Regions from separate parts of the Mus musculus genome. Here all the other regions are linked to region 3. Evidence: chromatin contacts called from public Hi-C data. All regions are on one chromosome and are shown on one strand. The core of a region is the stretch at or near the end of the contact, and the rest is flanking DNA. Distances in the headings are between cores, read along the strand shown.

Region 1 (2,700 bases), core at 4-2,503, 1.0 Mb before region 3:
TGGAGCGGAAGGGCTGGAGAGGTAGGCAGCAGGGTTCTACAGAATAGGACCATGACTAAAGGTTCTGTTTCCTCTTAAGCTAGTATTTAAGAGAGGCGATCAGCAGAGCTGGCGCCACGAGGCCAGCAGGGTGGATGTTAAACTGGACCCCAGTCCTCTAATGCACTGCGTGGGTGAAGAACCTCAGAGACAGAGTGCCCTGGGAAGGTCCCTGTGTCTCTCTTGTGGCTTCACTATGGAGGAAAGGCTGGCTGGGCATGTTCACATGACTGCTCACTGTGTCCAAAGTTACTCCAGGAACACAACTATCTTGGAAACATCCTGTCCAACTAAATGGTCAAAGCCAGGTCATGGGGTTGGAGAAGCATCAAGCTGAGGGAATGTGTAGTTGATCCTGTTTCTCTGATGCATATTTATGAATTACATATACATGCTTGGCAAAGGAGGAATTGTTGAAGTTGCATAATACATTCATACTTTACATATGTACTCATGGTCCATCCTCTATATTAGCATGTAAAAAGTCTTGTGCTGAGGGTTGATTATGCAAGGCCATACTGCCTCCTCTCTAAGGGATTGTTAGGAGCCATCCTGAGTCAGCAGCATCTTGGTCTGGCTCCTGACTTTGTGTGAGTCAATTCTAATGTTACTCTGATGAGGCCTGGCTTCAGCTGTGGGAACAGAGGAGCGGAACACAGGGAGGGGAGGACTCTGTCCCAGGGGATGGAGCCCAGGCTGATGCTGCAGGCCCTAGCCCAGCCTCCTCTTCATGAGCTCTCTCATTACTATCCTGTCTCTGCATTAGGCTCATTGAGGAGGGCTGCTCTGGCTCTCTCTTCTTGGAAGTCTTGGTTCATACAGCTCAGAGCAGTATCTCTTGTCTCTGCCCAGATGAACCTGTGTCAGCGGGAACATGTGGAGCTAACCCAGGCTTCCTACCCTTGGGGCATTGCACTTGCCCTGGTTTGTACCTGTTGTGCATTCTGCCAGGAATAACCACATCTGTCACAGCACATGTGTGTGTGTGTGTGTGTGTGTGTGTGTGTGTGTTGGCATGGCAAATGATGTTGACATGTTTGCTCATCCTCCTTCCCCATCAGGCTGGAGGCAGCGGCTGCCCACAGAACAATAGCCCCGCAGGAGGGACATTTCATACACACACGCTGTGGTCAGAGTTAGGTGGATATGGACTGTGGAAGAGAATATCTACTCAGTTGGCTGGAAGCTGAACTTGATAATCAACATCAAGAGGGAATTGGCTCTTTTAAGACAAATGCTTCCAGATGCCAGGATCACTGGGTACTTCTACCCAGATGGGTCTGGGTGGAAGCCAGCAAGTCCTAGCAGTTGATAAATCCAGAAAGGTTGTTAATCAGGAACTAGCTAGCCAAGGCAGATTCCTGGAAGGTCAAGTGTATGCAAGGGTGATTTGACAGTGTATCGAGGATGCCAGGACCCCCTGGAATTAGGGATTTGTCACCATCTCCCCTGTGATTGTGCAGCTCAGGGCACCGTGCTTTCAGTTGAAGCCAGTGGGAACCTATATGCAGATATGGTACAGCCATGTGGGGGTGGGAAAGCCTCTGACAGAATCAGACGTTCTGTGGAGATTGTAACGGACTGCCTGCTTCCTGGTCGCTGGGAAGCGTTTATGGCCAGACACTGTGTTGACATGTCAGCTTCCAGCTCCAGCTGGAAGCATTTGAGGTAAATGAAAAGCAGGGAAAGTAGGTGGAATTGAACCTCTGGGAACCTTGAAGGGGACTTTTTGCTTGGAGTGTGATTTGGGACCCTTGAATATTTTATGCATTTAGGCAGAGGATCACATGCTGTATGGTGCTCTTCCACATCCTAGCATCAGAAGGGAATGGGCCATAAACCAATGTCCCAGTTCTTCAGGCCAGCCATAATCAATCTCGTGTGCTTCAAATCCAGAACAGTTGCCTAGTTTGAAGTGGTGAGACTCAGCCATCATTTAAATGGCCATAGTATATCCCTGCAAGCATTCCCTGTTTTTTCCTTACTCATAAGAGTTCCTTACCCACACAACAGCCAATGTGAATGGCAAATATAAGAAAGAGGGACCAATACCCTTGCTTGTGCCTTTCCAGTGACTTCCCATGGACATCAGGCCCAAACTCAAGTTCCTTAGCATCATGTGTCCTCTGTGAAGATGCTTTGCCCTCTTCTCTGGCCTCATCTACTGGGCATTGCAGCAACAGTGGGATCCTGGCTCCTCACACTGGTCAATTTGCTTCCTGCTAAGGATATTTATACTCATCCTGATTTCTGTCTAGAATGTTCTTCTCAGCATTAAGCTACCTTTTAAGATTCAACCAATAGCTCAAAATACTACCTATTGGAAGAGATCATTCAAAAAAAGCATATCTTGTCGCTTTCCTTGTCTTTGCCTTAATTCGGAAAGGCTACAGATAATTTTCTTAAATTATTGAATTGCAGTTTTAACTTGTCATTTATGTGACATTTATTAGTCTACAGACTACTGCTGTGCACAGTTGTTCAGTGTCATAGTGCCAGAACATAGATTCTTATCCTAAGTTAGCTATCACTATCAATGGAAACTAGATCGATAGATGAACAGGTGGGTGGATGAACAGGTGAACATGTGAGTAGACAGATAAATGAATAGATAGAGGTGAAGATGGCTGGCTGACTAAGAAGAGAAATGTGTGGCTGGAT
Region 2 (2,700 bases), core at 51-2,550, 1.2 Mb before region 3:
ATGTTTTGTGTGACTGGGTTTAGGACATTAACTAGAGTGCTTGCCTGCTGGTATCGTGTTGCACTGTATACACTTGGGATAAGCTGACGCTGGGTGTGTACAGAAATCTTGTGAGGAAATTCATTTTAGTGTTTTCTGGGTTTGCATTCAGCTTTTAGTTCTGTCTAGGTCAGAAAATTTTTATAATTTTTGATCTCTTTTTTATTTATTTATTTATTTTTTTGAGCTCAGTGTTCCTCTGCACCAGGAAATGATGTATGTAATACTTCGAAGAAAGGCTCTGCAAACGTGCAATTCGAACGCTAGTCTCCCACCTCTGTGATGGCTGCCTCCTGACCGATGCCAAAGCTTTCTTTATTTGCGGCTAAAATAGCTAAATGCTCCAGAAAGTCCTGAGCACGTAAAACTGGCTGCTCACGGGATCCCCAGGCGGCATCTCAGCAAATTTCCCCAAAGCCCGGATTCTCTCTCCTTCACCCAACTTCCCTGCTTGTCACAGCCGAGAACAGGCAGGAGTTTGGGTTGTTACAGAGACCAGGATGGCATGGATGAGGACCCTGGGGGTCCCCTGGAGAAGGCCAGGCCATCCTAGAAGGCTCTTCTGGGATCTAGTAGTGCCCAGCTGCCCCTGTTCGTGGGGAGGGTGGGTTGGGATGCCTCAGAGGCAGACCTGAAGGGAGGGTCAACTTGGCCTGGCTTAGCTGTGGACCAAAAGGATTTCAAAGCAAGCAGAGCCATTGCAAGGGTTCAAGGAACCCCAAAACAAGGAGCAAGAGTGTCTATAAAACTCATACTCACACAGGACTCAGAAATGGCAGGTGGGTAGAACAGGATTATTTGAGGAATTTTCAGGCAGCTTAATGGCATCATAAAGAAAGAAACTTCTTGCTTGCCAAAGCTGTCCTTATTCCCCACCCCCCCAACATCCTACACCCTTTCTAAGTCAGCCTATGGTATGAAGGTTTTGGCATAAAGATGGGTGTCCACAGGTAAAAGGGGGTCAGGGCAACAAAATATCTTTTTGTCTCTTTTTTAATGCAGTCATATTCCCTTAAACATAGCTTGAACAAATCAGCTCTCAAAACATGGAATTTATTTCTCAGCTTTGCCTGGAGGTACCAGGCAAGATCAGATTTTTCCCCCCTTCTCTCGCTGGCCCTTGGAGTCTTGACCATGCAGAATGGATGGCTTTAGAACTGTACACGGACAGGAAAATCAATGCGTCATACCAGGAGGCTTCAGGGGTTAGGTTCCCATGTCCATGTCAACAAGGCTATTGGCTTTCTTTTTTTTTTTTTTTTTTTTTTAACGGCCCAAAGTTATCACTTCCCGACTGCTACAGCCACCGCTCTGACTTGTGTGGTCAAACCTTAACAAAAGAATTTCCCTTTGCCTACCACTCTGTGGCAGGGAATTTAATTACTAGGCAGAGAATTTTCCCAAGGACAGTGATCTAAAGGAAACAGGCAGGTTCCAAAACGCGGCCATTCCTGGGGAAGGGGGTCAGGATGAACGTGTTTGATAGGGGATCTACAGGGGTTAGACCACCACATTTGTAGCAGTCCTTGGCTCTCCAATGAATCTCTGCTACTTCTCTGTGCTCTGGGGAGGCAGCTTGTTGCTAAAGAGGAAAGCCTTGGGGGGGGGATTCCCCCCCCCCAGTGGACAACATCTGTCTAGCTATCCCTCAGCTCAGCTCTGTTAAGGAGACTTCAATTTGTCCATAGAATTAGCACATTAAGTAAGCTCAAAGCCTATGTCTGCTATTAGGTTTAAAAGGAGAATATCTAGAGATGAGGGTTTGGCTAAATCTCTGGTTTACTGAGATAGGGGACTCCCCCCCCCCTTACCCCCTCCCTGCCCCAGAGCTCCAACATCAGCTTCAGAGGAAGTCCAGGCTTTTCCCCAGATTGGCTCAGCTAGTTTGCCTCCTCATGGGAGGCCACACCCTCTCCTGGACACCCAGCCAGGCTGACCCTTTTGATCTGGTTTTCTTCACAACACCCCCCCTGTCCCCCCACCCCCCCAACCCCCTGCTTGCTTTTTCCCTGGGCTGTCCTGTCGGCTGTGACACAGTGCTAACACCCTGGTGCTGGAGGCCACAGTGAGCATTGCTCACCCACAGCAGGCGGATGAAAAGGCAGTGCAGACGTAATTTGTTTTCAATGGCTGTTTCAAAAGAATAATTGTGGTGACATCGCGGGATCAATATTATGGATTTTTGTTTTCAAGTACACTGTATGTGTGGTGCTAAGGGGAGGCAGGAAATACAGCATTGCAGCCTGAATACAATAAAAATGGATTGAGGTCTGCGGGTATTTGTCGGCTGCTAGCCATCACTGGCTTGGAGCATCATTGGTGGGATTACTGCGTTTGTCCTTTGGGGTGGTGTTTCACGGGGAGTGTGTGTGTGTGTGTGTGTTTCCTGTATATTTCCTGTCCTTTTTCATCCTTGGCGTCCTGGGAAGGAGAACCTGCTTTTTCAATCTGGGTAAAGTAATTGGAGACAAGGCTCCATAGCTTGGACTTGGCTTTGCTTGCTAACAAGTGCGAGTGGCCAGGGGAGGCACACTACCTATGCTGGACCAGAGATGCTGTGTGTGCTGGTCCAGGGATGTAAGACCTACCTTAGGAGCTGGGTGTTGTCATAGAAACCCACACTTCCTAATCCAGGTTGGATTTTGATGATTCTTAACAGAC
Region 3 (2,700 bases), core at 95-2,594:
TGTTACTCTCTTCAAAAAAAAGAAAAATACCATGTAAAATGTTACCAGCTTTCTATACACATAATAAAATCAATCTTTTGCTACAAGTCTGTTAAATGAAATAGCATGTCCCCAGGAAACACAAGAAGTGTCAGTGTCTGAAAAAAAATATATATATGTATATATATGAATAAAAGTAAAAAAAAGAAAAACCCAAAGGTCAGAATAAAATACAAAGCAGCTCCTGTAAAACTAAGAATAGATATGAATACTTGCATGCATTCTATATAGCATGTGTCCTCAAAATGCCCCACCAGAATGCATGCTGGAGTTCCGATCTGTGGCGTCTTTTAGGCGTTTGCGAAGCCTTCCTGATTCCCAAGATATAGACATTGCACCCATTGACAAGAAATAGACCTTTTGAATTGAGCTGATAAGTTGAAGTGAATATGGCCTTGGATTTCTACTAAAGAATAGGTTATTTATGAGGGATCTATCACCCCAAAGCCTGGTGGCTAAGAGCAAGCAACTAATAAACAGATATAGCCACTATTTTCCCTTTTATGTGGCAAAGGCTTTATCAACAGATCATATTTAAATAAATTGTGCAAACTAAATTCCCAGTTAAAGAACAAACATCTTCCCATGTCTAATGTGATGGACACGAGGCTGATTTGAAGCCACATGCCATCCAGGAAGAAGGGAGCCCCCTGGCATAGCCAGGACTGAAATCCATCAAAGTTCAGATTTGACTGTCTCCTTGAAAGCTGGACGTGGCGATTCGGCAATCTGCGATTTATTTAATTTTAATTAAATTTTGTTTCACATCCTGTTTTGCAAGTCAGCAAGATGGGTTTTGTTTGCCAAGAGGGGGAAATGACACAGAAGGAGAAACTCGCTGTCCAGGGCGGATCAGAGGTGTGAGGCTGGCGTTAGCGAGGCTGAAGCCTTTCTCGGGAACACAGGACTTTGTCTGCAGAGCCTGTCTGGCCCTCAGTATCGCAGCGCCGCTGTCTCCTCACTGAAGGGCCTATTTGTCTGCTTTAAGTGAGATCACTCAATTCTCAAAAGTCAGTGGAGGGCTGTGGAAGGGGGAGGGTTCGGATAGGCTACTCCAAATAAGTTCCATTAATCAAAAGACACAGTGTAATGTAACTAATATTTTACAATTAGGGAAGCCAAGATGCGACTAAAAGCCATCTATCTCTCTTATACCACATGATCATCGATTCATAATCGGAGACTGAGAGTTGCACAAAGATGCATTTACCCGGTGGGGGGAGCCGGGGGGAGGGCCGGCCTGAGCCGAGATAATGAACGTGGTGAGGGCTCACGGCGCTGAAGGCTGAGAAGAGATGACAGAGAGGCTCAATGCTGACGGATGACATGAAGACACTAGCAGATACCTGACAGCCCGCGGGAGCCTCTGCGCTCTTCCCCCCGCATTATGGTCCTCAATTATCCTGGTAAGGGACTAAGGGGGGCACGAGGAGGCCGGCTGAGCCCGTGGTCATCAGCTCTGGGCTGACTTACCACGCTGCCACTATGCGAGGGGAGCAATCCTGCGAACACCACTCTGAGGGGCTATAGCTTCCTTTACCAAGGCTTTCGGGCACATGGGGGGGGGGGACAACGGGGATGCCCAGTTCGCCATCTGTTTTGTAATAAAATTCCCAACTCTTCAAAGAGGCTCATTTTTTTCCTTTACTGCCACCTTCAGGGAAAAGGAAGAGTTGGTCCCCCCCCCAAAAAAAGAAAAGAAAAGAAAAAAGAAAGAAAGAAAGAAAAAGAAAAAGTGAAGAGTGGATTCCTGGGCATTGGGGGGTGGGGGGAGGCTGGTCTCTGTGAAATGAGTCCCTTAGGGACAGCTCAGACTCCTGAAGTGATCTTCTCAGAGCTCCCCCAGTGAATAACGTGGGGTGTGCCTGCCTTAGTCGGGATCTAATTGCAGGAGCTAAGAAACCGGAGTGTGCCGGGGAAGCAGGGGGGGGTGTGTGAGCTCAGAACCCCTCAGTGAGCAGAGGCTTGGGGGACAGTAATCACAGCAAAAAGCACAAACTTTCCCTGGCTTCTGCCTCAGCGCATGCGCGGCCACCTGCTGGGGGGGCCCCTGCGTTCCCACATAGGTTCAGATCCTGCCCCTTAGTTTCTTTGTAAAGACGCAGTTGGCCTCCTCGTGGAGAGAGTCCTCAGAACAAAGGAGAGTGGTGCTCCAGGAGCCGCAGAAACTTGGCATCTTAGAAAGAATGTTGAGGTGGCAGGGCAGGTGGCACGGTAGACGGGGATCCAGGCCTCAGGGAAGGCCAAGAGCCACAGTGGCGGCCCCACCGGGCACAGCGTCCAGCAACTTTTGCTGCCCTGGCGCAGGGCGCTATTTCTTTAAAATACAATACCACAGTGATGTATTTATGTAATAAAAATAAATCCATATTGAAGCTGGAGATCTGAGGAGCCATTTCTACAGCGTTTGTGGGACCGGGGGGCGGGGTGGTTGGTTTGGTTTGGTTTGGTTTTCAATCATTACGTGGCTAACAAATGTATCACTTCCCTGCCTGTCTCTTCCCTCTTTCCTGTCTATTTCAGAGTGCTCCCCATGCCCAGTCTGAAAAGAGACAGGCTGCAGAAAATGCCAGAATTCTGTGTGTATGAGCCTATACAATCTCACTCGGGACATACACTAATGAGAGAGCTCCCTTTGAAAGAGTCCCAGGTGCCCCTGCC

Evidence for each region. A called contact is a pair of places that touch in the nucleus more often than the background predicts.
Region 1: a contact with region 3 is called in a Hi-C map of muscle stem cells, with 2.7 times the contacts expected there. The contact joins two enhancer-like sites. A contact is called at or near these places in 8 of 484 Hi-C or Micro-C datasets (adipose-derived mesenchymal stem cells, embryonic stem cells, muscle stem cells and 3 more) and 2 of 115 datasets of contacts at active chromatin or transcription factors (astrocytes and double positive thymocytes).
Region 2: a contact with region 3 is called in a Hi-C map of muscle stem cells, with 4 times the contacts expected there. The contact joins two enhancer-like sites. A contact is called at or near these places in 3 of 484 Hi-C or Micro-C datasets (cochlea, muscle stem cells and uterus), 2 of 115 datasets of contacts at active chromatin or transcription factors (astrocytes and differentiating embryonic stem cells) and 2 of 9 other capture datasets (embryonic tail and embryonic trunk).

Annotation. Positions count from the first base shown.
Region 1 is chr7:36,309,713-36,312,412 of GRCm38.p6, forward strand. No RefSeq gene overlaps it. Among named protein-coding and RNA genes, the nearest start is that of Gm46016, 140 kb to the left of the region's middle. Within about 2 kb of position 1,254, at least 17 of the 459 cell types and tissues checked have an H3K27ac peak or open chromatin away from gene starts, as enhancers often do. A contact at or near this core is called in muscle stem cells, where this site is marked.
Region 2 is chr7:36,134,716-36,137,415 of GRCm38.p6, forward strand. No RefSeq gene overlaps it. Among named protein-coding and RNA genes, the nearest start is that of Gm36340, 18 kb to the right of the region's middle. Within about 2 kb of position 1,301, at least 5 of the 459 cell types and tissues checked have an H3K27ac peak or open chromatin away from gene starts, as enhancers often do. A contact at or near this core is called in muscle stem cells, where this site is marked.
Region 3 is chr7:37,341,842-37,344,541 of GRCm38.p6, forward strand. It overlaps a transcript of Zfp536 not described here. Among named protein-coding and RNA genes, the nearest start is that of Gm30483, 15 kb to the left of the region's middle. Within about 2 kb of position 1,345, at least 28 of the 459 cell types and tissues checked have an H3K27ac peak or open chromatin away from gene starts, as enhancers often do. A contact at or near this core is called in muscle stem cells, where this site is marked.